2 separate regions of the Macaca mulatta genome follow, and region 2 is linked to region 1. A link is a contact called in public Hi-C data. All regions are on one chromosome and are shown on one strand. Each heading gives the region's core, a stretch centred on a gene start, on an enhancer-like site or on the middle of the called end of the contact. The rest is flanking DNA. Distances are from core to core; before and after follow the strand shown. Region 1 has its middle 62 kb from the start of ANAPC4. Region 2 overlaps SEL1L3 (SEL1L family member 3).

Evidence for each region. A called contact is a pair of places that touch in the nucleus more often than the background predicts.
Region 2: a contact with region 1 is called in a Hi-C map of sperm, with 5 times the contacts expected there. The contact joins two enhancer-like sites. A contact is called at or near these places in 8 of 14 Hi-C or Micro-C datasets (cortical neurons, fetal cortex germinal zone, fetal cortical plate and 4 more).

Annotation. Positions count from the first base shown.
Region 1 is chr5:24,454,899-24,461,262 of T2T-MMU8v2.0, forward strand. No RefSeq gene overlaps it. Among named protein-coding and RNA genes, the nearest start is that of ANAPC4, 62 kb to the left of the region's middle. Within about 2 kb of position 4,328, at least 3 of the 40 cell types and tissues checked have an H3K27ac peak or open chromatin away from gene starts, as enhancers often do.
Region 2 is chr5:24,812,056-24,818,241 of T2T-MMU8v2.0, forward strand. It overlaps SEL1L3 (SEL1L family member 3), which reads right to left. Exons shown (of 24, transcript XM_015138127.3): 16 at 3,872-3,999; 17 at 1,051-1,134. Among named protein-coding and RNA genes, the nearest start is that of SEL1L3, 87 kb to the right of the region's middle. Within about 2 kb of position 3,991, at least 2 of the 40 cell types and tissues checked have an H3K27ac peak or open chromatin away from gene starts, as enhancers often do.

The sequences.
Region 1 (6,364 bases), core at 3,078-5,577:
TATGTTCACTAAGGATTATAATGCTACCTGCTGCAGAAGTTTGTTGTGAATATTGAATGAGTTAAGAGATGTGATGTGCTTGTAACAGTGATGGCATTTGCAAGACACCCCTGCATTCGCCGTTGCTTCTATGACAATGACATGGTTATTCTGTGCACAGGGCTTTCCTGTTGGTAGCACTCCTCTGAGTGGTCCTCACCTTCCCTCTCCCAGAAACTGAGCAGCTAAGATCAGATCAAGATAGAAAAGCTGTGAGAGAGATGAAATCAAGGCACATGGCTAAGTCTTGTTTTTATTACTTCTGTGAGGGCTTAAGTACATTTAGCCGGGAGCTGTGTGATTTTTATACACCTCCAAGGTAGAATTGGGTCTTCTTCCTTTCATAATTAACATTTAATTTTTTTCCTAATTTTCAAAGTGATAAATATTTGTGGTAGAAAATGTGAAAAATACAGAAAAGCGAAGAACAAAATCTCTCACAATCCCATTAGTTCGAGAGAACACATTTGGCTGTGTATCCGTCCAGTTTTTGTCACATACTTATAAATATTTTGGCAACATTGAGATTATACAATACATATCATTTTGTAAGTTGCTCTTCTACTTAACAGTACGCTGAAGGCTGGGCATGGTGGCTCATGCCTGTAATCCCAGCACTTTGGGAGGCTGAGGTGGGAGGATCACTTGAGGTCAGGAATTTGAGACCCGCCTGGCCAAAATGGTGAAACCCCATCTCTACTAAAAATACAAAGATGTGGCAGGTGCCTGTAGTCCCAGCTACTCAGAAGGTAGAGGCTGGAGAATCACTTGAACCCAGGAGATGGAGGTTGCAGTGAGCCAGGATAGCACCACTGCACTCCAGCCTGGGCGACAGAGCGAGACTCCATCGCAAACAAACAAACAAACAAAAAAACATGAAACAAGACAAGCAAACAAACAAAAACCCAGTATATGGTGATGTGATTTTCAGGGGATTCTTAGATATCTTTGTATCTCTTGCTGATTTTTAGAGCAAAGTTTTGCCCTCCTGTTCAAGGTTTCTCAATCTTCAGTTATTATTATAATGTTTTTACTGTTAAACTTCTTTTTCAAATAAAAGTTATTTCATTTTGGCTTCAAGAGGAACCTGTGAAGGATTGTTACTTGGGTATATTATGTGCTGGTGGGGATTGGACTCCTAGTGTACCCTTCAATCAAATAGCGAACATTGTACCCTTGAACTTTGCAAACTTCGCTCCCTCCCACTCCTCTCTTTTGGAGACCCCAGTGTCTGTTATTTCCACCCTTGTGTCCGTGCACACTGTTTAGGTCCCACTTGTAAGTGAGAACATTTGGTATTTGATTTTCTGTTTCTGAGTTATTTCACTTAGGATAATGGCCTCCAGCTCCAACCAAGTTGCTGCAAAAGACATGATTTCATTTTTTATGGCTGTGTAGTATTTGTGTGTGTGTGTGTGTGTGTGTGTGTGTGTGTGTGACGTTTTCTTTGTCCAGTCAATCACTGATGGACATGTAGGTTGGTTCCATGATTTTGCTATTGTGAATAGTGTATAAACACACAAGTGCAGGTGTCTTTTTGGTATAATGATTTCTTTTCGGTGGATACTCAGTGGTGGCATTGCTGGGTTGTTCTATTGTTAGTTCCTTGAGGAATCTCCATACTGTCAAACTTAAGTTACTTATGGCCTCCTTTACAGGAAACAGTTCACAGACCCCCAAGAATCTTCCATCAGTGAACATTTGGAACATCCTCAGGCCCCAGTTTGAGAAACAGTGCATTGGATAGGTTGCTAGATGGATACCAAATGAATAAATATGGGCAGCAGGCACCTGCTTTGGCAGAGACTTCTTTGGGTCTATGGAAGTCTTCCTTTCTGTTGGATGAGGCTCATAACAGTGATTCATATCTGCAGGTGCAGGCATGGTCTGGACCAACAGCCAGCCACATGCTGTTCCTGCCATTTGCCATCTGCACTGTGTTTTGACTCCTATTTCAACTCCTATTTGCAGTACCATAGCTGTTTCCAGCTTTCAATGACTCTAGTCATCAGCCAGGCTACTCAGCCAACCTGAAAATATGCCACGGTATCCACACATTTCCAATCCACCATGATTTTAAAAATACTCATCCTGTATTTCTATTAAAATTATAGCATTTTAAAATATTTTTATCAAAGGATTACATACATTAAGAAAAGGAAGCAAATTGTCACAATATTGTTTGATAAATGATCATAAAGTGAAAACACCCAGGTGATCAACCCTCAGGTCAAGAAACAGAATATTATCAGGATCCCAGAAGCCCGCTTTATGCCCCCCACTCAAAAGATAACTGCTATGCTGACCATATCTTACTTTCGTCTGCCTTTGAACTTCCTATAAGTAGATTTATCCACACTGTACATGTATTTTTGTGTTTGTGTGTTTACTTTCTTTCTCAACATTGTCTTTGTAAGATCCATCTGTGTTGTGTGTGACAACCATCCATTTATTCGAATTGCCTTATCATATTCCATTGCCTGAATATGCCACAATTTTATCTATTCTGTTGATGGGTATTGGGTTGTTTTCATTATTAGGTTATTAGGAATAAACTGCTATGACATTCTTGTACCTTTATTTTGGTTCATACGTGTAAGTATTTCTGTTGAGAATATACCTAGGAGTGGGTCATAAGGTGTATGACAACAGTTTTTTCAAAACGGTTGTGCCATTTACACTCCTACCAGCAGTGTCTGAGTGTTTCAGTTGCACCATCTATTTGCCAAGACTTGGTGTTACCTGTTTCATCGTAGCCATTCTGTTTGGTGTGCAGTGGGTTCACATTGTGGTTTTACTTGCATTTGCATATGACTTATGAAGTTGAGCACGTTTTCATATGTTTATTGGCCATTTGTAAATCCTTTTTTGCAAAGAACCTAATTAAGGGTCTTGCCTGGGGAAGTAAGAAGAGGATGAAGTCTAGAGATAGATGAAGGTGAAGCAGGGAGAACTTTGGGATTCACCATTTTACTGAAAACTTTTGATACCTGCAAGTAATCATTCTGGAGTCACTGTGATGTGATTCTGGGATGTCCACAGCTGAGCAATTCCCTTGTATGACAAGATGCCTGCAGGGAGGCTCTCTATTGCTTGGGTATGCTAGAACACATAAGGAATACATTAGGGAGTATGTCCCAGCCCGGATCACAGAAAGGCTATTGCTTTTCCTAGGCCGTTTGAGTTCCTAGCTACCACCACCAGTTTCAGTAGACCTTAACCTTGCAATCGAGTTGTAGATTATAGCACTATTGAACCTATATGAATCAGCCCCTCAGGGCCAAGTTCACGTATTTGGTTAGAGGCAAGTCTCATTTAAGTACATTTTCTCCCCGTGTGATGTTTATGAAAATGATGAAATTCAGTACCTCTTTTCTACTTCTCTGTATTTCAAATCAACCACATAATTTCCCCCTTTTGAAGGCTGCTGCAGTGTAAATGGAAAAGCTCATGATTTGGGCTCAGACTATATCAGTTTAACTCCCAGTGCTAAATTTAACTAGTTGTGTGATTTTGGGTAAGTCACTTTACCTTTTTGAGACTTAATCTGCTTGCCTATAAAATGGGTACATCTACCTTACAAGGCTAAGATTCAGATAATTGATGCAAAAGCGAACTGTAAACCTTACGTTACTGGCCAAATCAGTATTATGATTTATATTAGTTTTGGACCTACAGAAGGAGATCTTGGAAGATTGTAGGGCTGGGAGCCAGAGGCCATGGAAGATAGGGAAGGAGGTGAAAGTGGGAAAAATTACACCCTGGAAACCCAGTGACCAAGTCTCAACTCCTGGTTGGCTTGCATCAAAAGCTGGAGCCTGAGCGTCTGTTAGTGACGGAGCCAATGCAGAAATTCCTCTGACCACTAGAGGGAGCCATACATTAGGTTGGGCATCAGATGGGCCTCTATTATATTTAGCAAAGATCCTCATGGTGCCTGCCGCTTTGATTTCACATCTGTAGGTCTGAAAAAAGCACTAAGCTTGACACTATGTCTCTTGATTTTAAAAAATTATCTTCTTCCTCAACATCACCACCACTACCATCATCATCCTAGTCTTTGCCTATCCATTAGTCTTGTTATCTCTTTGCCTTCTTTTAGGAGTGTAACAATTGCTTTTAAAAATCACAATTTACAATGAGAAATGTAATTATCTAGCAATCCAGAGCCTGTGTCTACCCACCAGGATCTCTTTTCTCTGTAGTGCAATTACATGAAATGCCAACTTTTAAATCACAAGTTGGCTGACCTGCCCACGTCCACCAGAGGACAGGCCTGCCTTGGAGGGGAGCCATGTGGCCAGGGCTGTGCAAAGCCCTTCCATTGTTGTGTTTGATTTCTGCAGAAGGGGAACACCAAGGCCATGTGAGGGTCAAGCCTGAGAAAGAATGCTTATTTTTGGAGTTTCTGATAAGGCCAAAAACAGACAGAAAAAAAAGAAAAAACTGAACATTCAGCACATTCATTTTACTGATACTAATGCTGCTAACTTTTCTGGGAAAATTCAACTTAGACTACTCCGCAGTGATAAGAAAGCAGTGTCCCCACACATTTTCTCAATTCCTGGAGGAGGGCAAGGCAGAGGATGGTGCCTGTTTCTCCTAGAGGAAAGGGCTCAATCCTAGAGTCTGCTGGGTCAGCCTGAAACCTCCCCTCCAGTGGGTTTCACTCCCACCTCTGCCTGACACACAGGTGGAGCCCTGCTAGGAAGCTGGTGGGGTCCTGGTGCCTGCTCCACTCCCTGGACTTCTTGGCCCTCTGCCTGGGCTCCCACAAGCTATGAGGAAGTACTTGGGGGTCAGGAGCAGCTCAAGAACATCCTGGAAAGTTTAGAAAATTTCACTTTTCAGGTCTGGTGAGGTCGCTCATGCCTGTAATCCCGGCACACTGGGAGGCGGGCAGATCACCTGAGGCCAAGAGTTCAAGACCAGCCAGACCAACATGGTGAAACACCAATACTACTAAAAATACAAAAATTAGCTGGGCGTGGTGATGGGTGCCTGTAATCCCAGCTACTCAGAGGTTGGGGCAGGGGAATCACTTGAATCCAGGAGGCGGAGGTTGCAGTGAACCAAGATCATGCCACTGCACTCCAGCCTGGGTGACAGAGTCAGTGAGACTTTGCCTCAAAAAAAAAAAAAAAAAAAAAAAAAAAAAAAAAAAAGAAAAGAAAAGAAAAAGAAAATTTCACTTTTCTTTCATATATTCAGGCATTTACTTTAAAGATAATTAGCATTATCATTTCTGTCACTTTAAGGGTAATATTAAGAGAAATAAAACTCAGGAGATTTGGCTGATTTCTGCTGATTGTTTCTTTTATTCAGCCAATATTCCCGGGGCATGTGCCATGAACCAGGCTCTGTGCCAGCTCCCGCAGATGCAAGATGAAGACTTTGCCCTTGCCCTTGAGTGGCTGGAGAGGACACAGATGGACAAGCACCTAGATGAGATGAGAGGTGTAGGGGTTGGGCTTAGCTCGGCTTGTGGGAGCCTGGGAAGGCTTTACCAGGAGGTGGCGCTCAAGTTCAACTGAAAATATGGGTAAGTTGTTCCCTAGACTGACAAAGTAGGAAAAGGCATTTCAGACAGAAGCACAGTGTGTGCAAAAGCTTGGAGGTGTCAATGATTGGGTCACCCCCTCCGACTTGTAAGTCAGGTTGAGTGTGGTTGGGGTGTTCTTAGGGAGAGGAACAAGAAGTCTGGCCAGAGAGGTGGGCAGAGATCATGGAGAGATGATGTGCCATACTAGGAAGTTAGGGTGTCATTTATTCATTCAACAAACACTGAGTGTGTGCCTCTGACACGCCATCATCATTGTGGGCACAGATCAACACCCAAGCCTTGCCCTTATGGTCTTACATTCTAATGGCGAGGGAAGGATAGACAATCATCAAGTACACAAATACATGAGCAAGCTAATTTCACATAACAGCACAGCTTACAAAGAAAGGTGAGGCAGGTTAAGGAGCTAGAGAGAAAGGAAGGAAGAGGGAAGAAGTTACTATTTAGGTTAGGCAGGGCATTTGAGAAGAGATCTGAGTGAGGTGGGAGAGGAGGCTGGGTGAATATCTGGGATTATGGGGGGTGGGGTGGGGGTTGGTTGGGGGGGCCAGAGGACAGCAACAGCAAAGGCCCCAAGGTACGCAGAGATGCAGGGGCCAGATCAATAAACCTCAGAGGAAATGGTAAGGCCAGCAGGTTTTATCCTAAATGAGATGGGACACCACTGGAGGATTTTTGTTTGTTTGAGACAGAGTCTTGCTCTGCCTCCCAGGCTGGAGTGCAGTGGCACAATCACGGCTCACTACAGCCTCTACCTCCTGG
Region 2 (6,186 bases), core at 2,741-5,240, 360 kb after region 1:
AGTGAGGTCACAGGTAATAAACTTTCACAGGATGATGATAATAAAAATTTGCATTTGGTGCTTTCTTCATTGGCCTCATTTCTCCTACATTTTCTAATTTAAGATTCTCACTCATTGAGATGCTATCTGTTGGTTGCATGTGCAGCCATGGACTAAAAGGGAAAATGTCATTCTTTTGAACTTACACTTTAATTTTTAATTAAGGTTCAAATCAGAATGTGATCAATGCTGAGTCTCATCTAATGTCTTTGAGGCAGTGGACCGAGGACTTTTTTTAGTTATTACTGAAATATCCACATCATTTAGGCAATAAACCAGCCAAGAAAATGTGACTCAAGTTAAAACAACAATGGAATGCTAGAACTGACAGAAAAAAATAAAAGAAAGGAGATTGGTCAAGTTGGGGGAGGGGTCCCTTATTTGTAAAATCTATGAGTAACAGCAAACAGGGAGCATTTGTGGGTCCTCATGCATCATGTTTCATCCCATAAAGAACAAGATGAGATTTGCTAACTCCACCAGAAGGTTAGGAAGAAGGGCATCTGTTTGGTTGTGCCATTGGATACTGGACTTCCAGCAATCCCAGGCTCCTAGTCATGGCAGATGCGGTAAAACATCTATGGAAGAGGTAGCCTGAGCCTTAAACACTGATCTCTCTTCTTGCTAGGAACAAGGTAGAAATTCTGGACTTTCTGTGGCCTGGAAATAAAAAGCAGAGGGTCTCACCTAAGATCCCCTATGCTGTCTCCAGACTCTAAAACCAAAAGGGGCAAGCTTAAAGGAAAGAGAAATCAATGTATTTGTATATCTCTCTCAACTTGATGAGTGTGAACAATTCCCCTAGAGAACAAATTTTTGTGTATAATTAAACATGGAAATGCTATGTTTTCTAATCAACAGCCAATCAGTCCATGATACTCTGAATATCATTACTGGGAGCTGTGATTTCCCTGCAAATTGCTTTCTCAGTTGCATTTTAAGACTCCATTTCATAAGACTATACTGACAGGCAGGGAAAAAAGTTTGCTCTAACGTGGATCCCAAGCTTACCATGAACCTTCCAGGTAGGCATTGAGGCCTTTGCGAATGACATGGCCCAAGTAGCCATTTTTCTCAGCTACATGTTTTGCCCATCTGAAAAAAAAAGGGAAGAGAAAATATGCAAACCATGGCAAATTTAATAAAATGTTTTTCTTCATATGCTCTCAATAAATCCCACTTGGGAATATTTTGCTAGTTAGAATTTTTATAGAACAACAAACCAGAACTGAATGTTAAGAAGGTAAAGAAAATGCATTCTGAGCTTTTCATTTAGTGCCCTTTCTTATGAATGATTAGGAGTTGTCTTTTATGGAAACAAAGACATGTAAGATACATAATGAAATATATCCACCAATATGAAAAAATACAATCTCTACCAAGAGTTCTAGTATTCTATTAAGTCATGTTTACTTACTTATTATTAGCTTTCCCTATTTGGCTTTGTTCCCTAATTTATTAGGAGTTTATTAGTAATGACCTAGTCTGTTATAATCTTTAGACTTATAACTACTAAAGTAATAGTTTAAGAATGCATAACTAGAAAGCTAATAGAAGGGGAAGTAGAATAATTTTTTAAAATACTTGATTAGTACAAAGGAAGAGTAAGAAAAGAGATTAAAAAAAGGCCCCCCACAAAAGTGACCCCTGACAAAACCCCCCAACAAAAGTAACAAATAGAAAATAAGCAGGAAAATGGTATATTTAAAACCAAACATATCCACAATTACATTAAATGTAAATGGACAAAATACACCAATTAAAAATGAAAATTTAAAAATACAAAAAATAATTAAAAATACAAAATTTTAAAAATTAAAAAATACAAATACCTAATTATATGCTGCTTACAAGAGACATGCATTGAAATTTAAGAATGAAGAAAAGTTGAAAGTAAAGAAATGGAAAAAGATAAATCATACAAACTCTAACACTAAAATCAGGTATAACTATATGATCATCAGAAAAAATAGACTTTAAGGCAAGAACCATGAACAGAGATAAAGAGGACATTGTAAAATGATAAAGGGATCAACTACAAAGACAAAACAATTCTAAATCTATGTGATCCAATAACATAGATTCAAGATATATAATGCAAAATTGACAGAACTAAAAGGAGAGGTAAATAAGTTCACAAATATAGTTGGAGATTTTAATATACTTCTTTCAGTAACTGACCTAACAAGCAGAAAAAGAAACATCAGAAAGGACGGGGAAGCTCTGAATAACATAATTAACAAACTTGATGTAACTGATATATATGTAGATGTTGTACCCAACAAGTTCAGAAAGTACACTCTTTTCAAGAAGCCATAAAACATATACCAAAATTGACCATATACTAGTCATAAAGCACACTTCGACAAATTTCAAAGGATCGGAATCATTCACAATATATTCTCTCATCACAGTGAAATTAAGCTAGAAATCAATAACGAGAGGATAACAGAAAAACCACAAAACATGAATATTCATGTCAAATATACTAAATAACAAAGATAAAAAACCAAGTCAGTCTAAGTCAAGTTTATCACGAAGGTCAGGTCAGGTTGGATTTGAACCCAAATGTGTTACGAAGAACAATCTTTTGGAGAGCCAGGGTATCAGTGTGAGGGTGGCTTAAAACAGAGGTCGACAAACTCTTTTTCTGTAAAGAGCAAGATACTAAATACCGTAAACTTCGTGGGCCACATATAGTCTCTGTTGCATATCCTTCTTTATTTGTTTTATAACTCCTCAGGAATGTAAAAGCATTCTTAGCTCTTGGAGTCATACAAAACAGGTACCAAGCTACATTTCATCTATGGGTCATGGTTTGATAATTCCTGTAAAACATTTTCAGACATGCAAGACCTCAAAAATGTGCCTCCCATTCACCATACCTCAGGAACCTACTATAGGATGTGCTCTACCAAAATGTAAGTGCAGACCAAGAAAGAGAAAGAAAGGGGTCTGGCAAAGAAGAGAACCAAAAAAGACAGAGATGGAGGGAAAGTAAATATCCATAATAATGACAGTTAATCTCAGCATGACAGCATTGTCCTGAACAAAGACTCCAGGATGGATGTTACCAGGAAGGTTAAATTAACATAATATGTAGATAGGTCTGGACATACTGAGAGGAAATTCAGGCACCTGGAGGAGAATTTGGAGATCAAGTACATAGAAAATGATAAGTATACAGAAAGCTTAGCAAATAAACAATAAAAAATAAGTAACAATCCATAGAAAAGAAAAAGTTGTGCAAGAAAGGAAAAGTAATCATAGTATACTATGGCTCAGTTAGAAATAGCATTTACATGGTCATAATAATGTAAGCCCTGATACTAATGTAACCAAAATGATATACTTATTGGGAAGATGAAAGATGGCAGGAAGTGTGAATGAGCTGAGTAGTGGGAGGTGGCAGAGTCAAAGGAAACTACATCTTTATCGTTCACAGTGGGACATCATTAGACAATGCCTAGCATGAAAATACCAAGAAATAGTGGTATAAGCATATTATTTAGAAATAGAGACAAATAAAAAATAAATAAAATCAATAAATAAATCTTTCAAAAAAGATTGAAAGTGATTCATTCTAGGGAGCAGAAAATAGAGTCTGGGGGTGGGATGAAGCGGGGTAGGCAAGAATTTCTTGTTTTGCCTTTGTCAAATTATTTTTAAATTTTTAATTAAAATTTTTAATTTTGTCTTGTCAAATTATGTGGCTTTTAAGACTACATGCATGTATAACTGGTAAAAATAAAAAACTCAATTTAAAAAATGCTCAGGCACAGTGAATCTAGGATATGACTTTCCCTTCAAATGCAGTGTTTGACAGTCTTACACAACAGCTTTCTCAGGATCTCTAGGGAATGTCTCCAGGTTGCCTGTGATATAGTAGAGAGAACACCACAAGGTTCCTTCCATGTGTCCGCCTTGTGCAGCCTTATGGAAATATTCACCAGCTAAAGTCTGTAATGAGAGATGAACAAACGTTGAGTCATCCTAGCTGGGCTGGTTTCACCGGAGGCTAGGTGGTAAGATGCTTTAAGCCTGATATGATTACAGGCTTATAACTTCTGATAGCTTTAAAACCAGGGCAAGCAACAATTCCAGGAAGATAGCCAATCACAGAAGCCAGCCTCTGAGATGCATGACCTTGCCTCAGCTATTCTGTTGATTAAGTTTACCCAATAAATAAGACAATATGTAATTATGAATACCATTGCCATCTCATTTGATCCTCACATAACCCCCTGCAGGCTAGATAGAAGACTATATCAGAAGTCACACCAGGTGAAAATCCAGGCATTTGCTTTCCTAACCCTGCTTAAAACCTTTCTTCAAACTCATGTGCAAAAACTGCATTTCCAGTAGGAAGGTGAGAATTAGAATGTGACAATAAGAAAACTTCACTCACAGATGTCTTGGGAGGGTTAGCACACATTTGCTATGCATAAAAATATACAGCCACTTATGTCATCAGAGACAGGTAGAGGGAAAGAATAAGACAAACATATAGATGGGTATATTTCCACTGATTACTCTTATTTTTCTGAGGCACTTAGCTATTGTTTTTTGAAAGCAAGGGCGTTGAAGTTAGGCAGGCTTGGTTCAAATCCCAGCTCTGCTCCTTACTAGCTGTGTGGACTTGGGCATGTTGGTTAATCTCTCCAAATCTAATTTCCTTCCACTGAAAAATGTGCCTTCAGATAGCACCTACAGTGAAGGGCTGTTGCAAGGATTAAATGAGATAACACATTCTCAAGGTTTATCACAGTGTTTCAAAAAGAATAGTCTTCCAATTCTTCCCCTCCTACCCCCAAATCTGCTGCTGCCACAATCTTGTTCCTCCCAATAAATGCCACTTCCATTCTTCCAGCGCAACAGATGACAAATGCCCTGGAGTCATCCCTGACTCTTCTCCACCTCTCACACCCCACATTCAATCCACCAGCAAATCCTGCTGCCTCAACCTTCCAAATACATGTAGAACCCAATTTCAGCCCCTCCACTGACACCGCCCTGGTCTCGCCCACTGCCCTCTCTCACTTGGATCCAATGCATGAACCCCCTGCTCCTGTCCATGTCTCCAGTAGGCAGGATCTAGGAGGAACTTTTAAAACATAACCCATCATTGCCCCATTGAACACTGCCCAGTGGTTTCCACTTTGCTCAGAGCAGAAACTAAGTCTCACACTGGTCGGCTTCCTCCCTAGCCCTGTCTCACACCCTCTCCGTCTCTTCTGCTTTCCACTCCACTCCTCTGGCCTCCCTGCTGCTCCTCTAGCACACCAAGCCTGCTACCTTCTCGGGGCCTCTGCACTGCCTGTTCCTTCCTTCCAGAATGTTCTCCCAGATATCTGTAAGATTCCTTTAGGAGTCTATACAATATCACCTTATGAAAGAGGCCTTCCCTGGTTCCCTGGTTTCCATTATAAAATAGCATTTCCCAATCTCCACCTCCTCATACTACATATATATATAAAAGATATATAAATAAAAATTTATATACACATATAAACTATATAAAAATTAAAAATACATTTTTTGTTTGTTTGTTTGTTTTTTGAGATGGAGTCTCGCTCTGTCGCCCAGGCTGGAGTACAGTAGCGCAATCTTGGCTCACTGCAACCTCTGCCTCCAGGGTTCCAGTGATTCTCCTGCCTCAGCCTCTTGAGTGGCTGGGATTACAAGCATACCTGGCTAATTTTTGTATTTTTAGTGATGAGGGTTTGTGTTTTTAGAGACGGAATTTCACCATGTTGGCCAGGCTGGTCTTGAACTCCTGAGCTCAAGTGATCTGCCTGCCTCAGTCTCCCAAAGTGTGATGGGATTACAGGTGTGAACCACTGTTCTCAGCCCTCCTGAACTTGTTTTAGTTCTCTGCATAGCACTGATCTTCACCTCCCCTCCTATTACATAGTTATTTGTTTATTGTCTTTTCCATTTGGTGGAATGAAACTTCATAAGAGCAGGGACTGATTTGCCTGCTACTATGTCCTCGGTGTTCAGAAGGGTGCCTGGCACTGGGTAGGTGTTCACCACATTTTGTTAAATGTAGTTGAGCTCAGGGCCGGGCACAGTGGCTCACGCCTGTAATCCCAGCACTTTGGGTGGCCGAGGTGGGCAGATCACTTGAGGCCAGAAGTTCAAGAC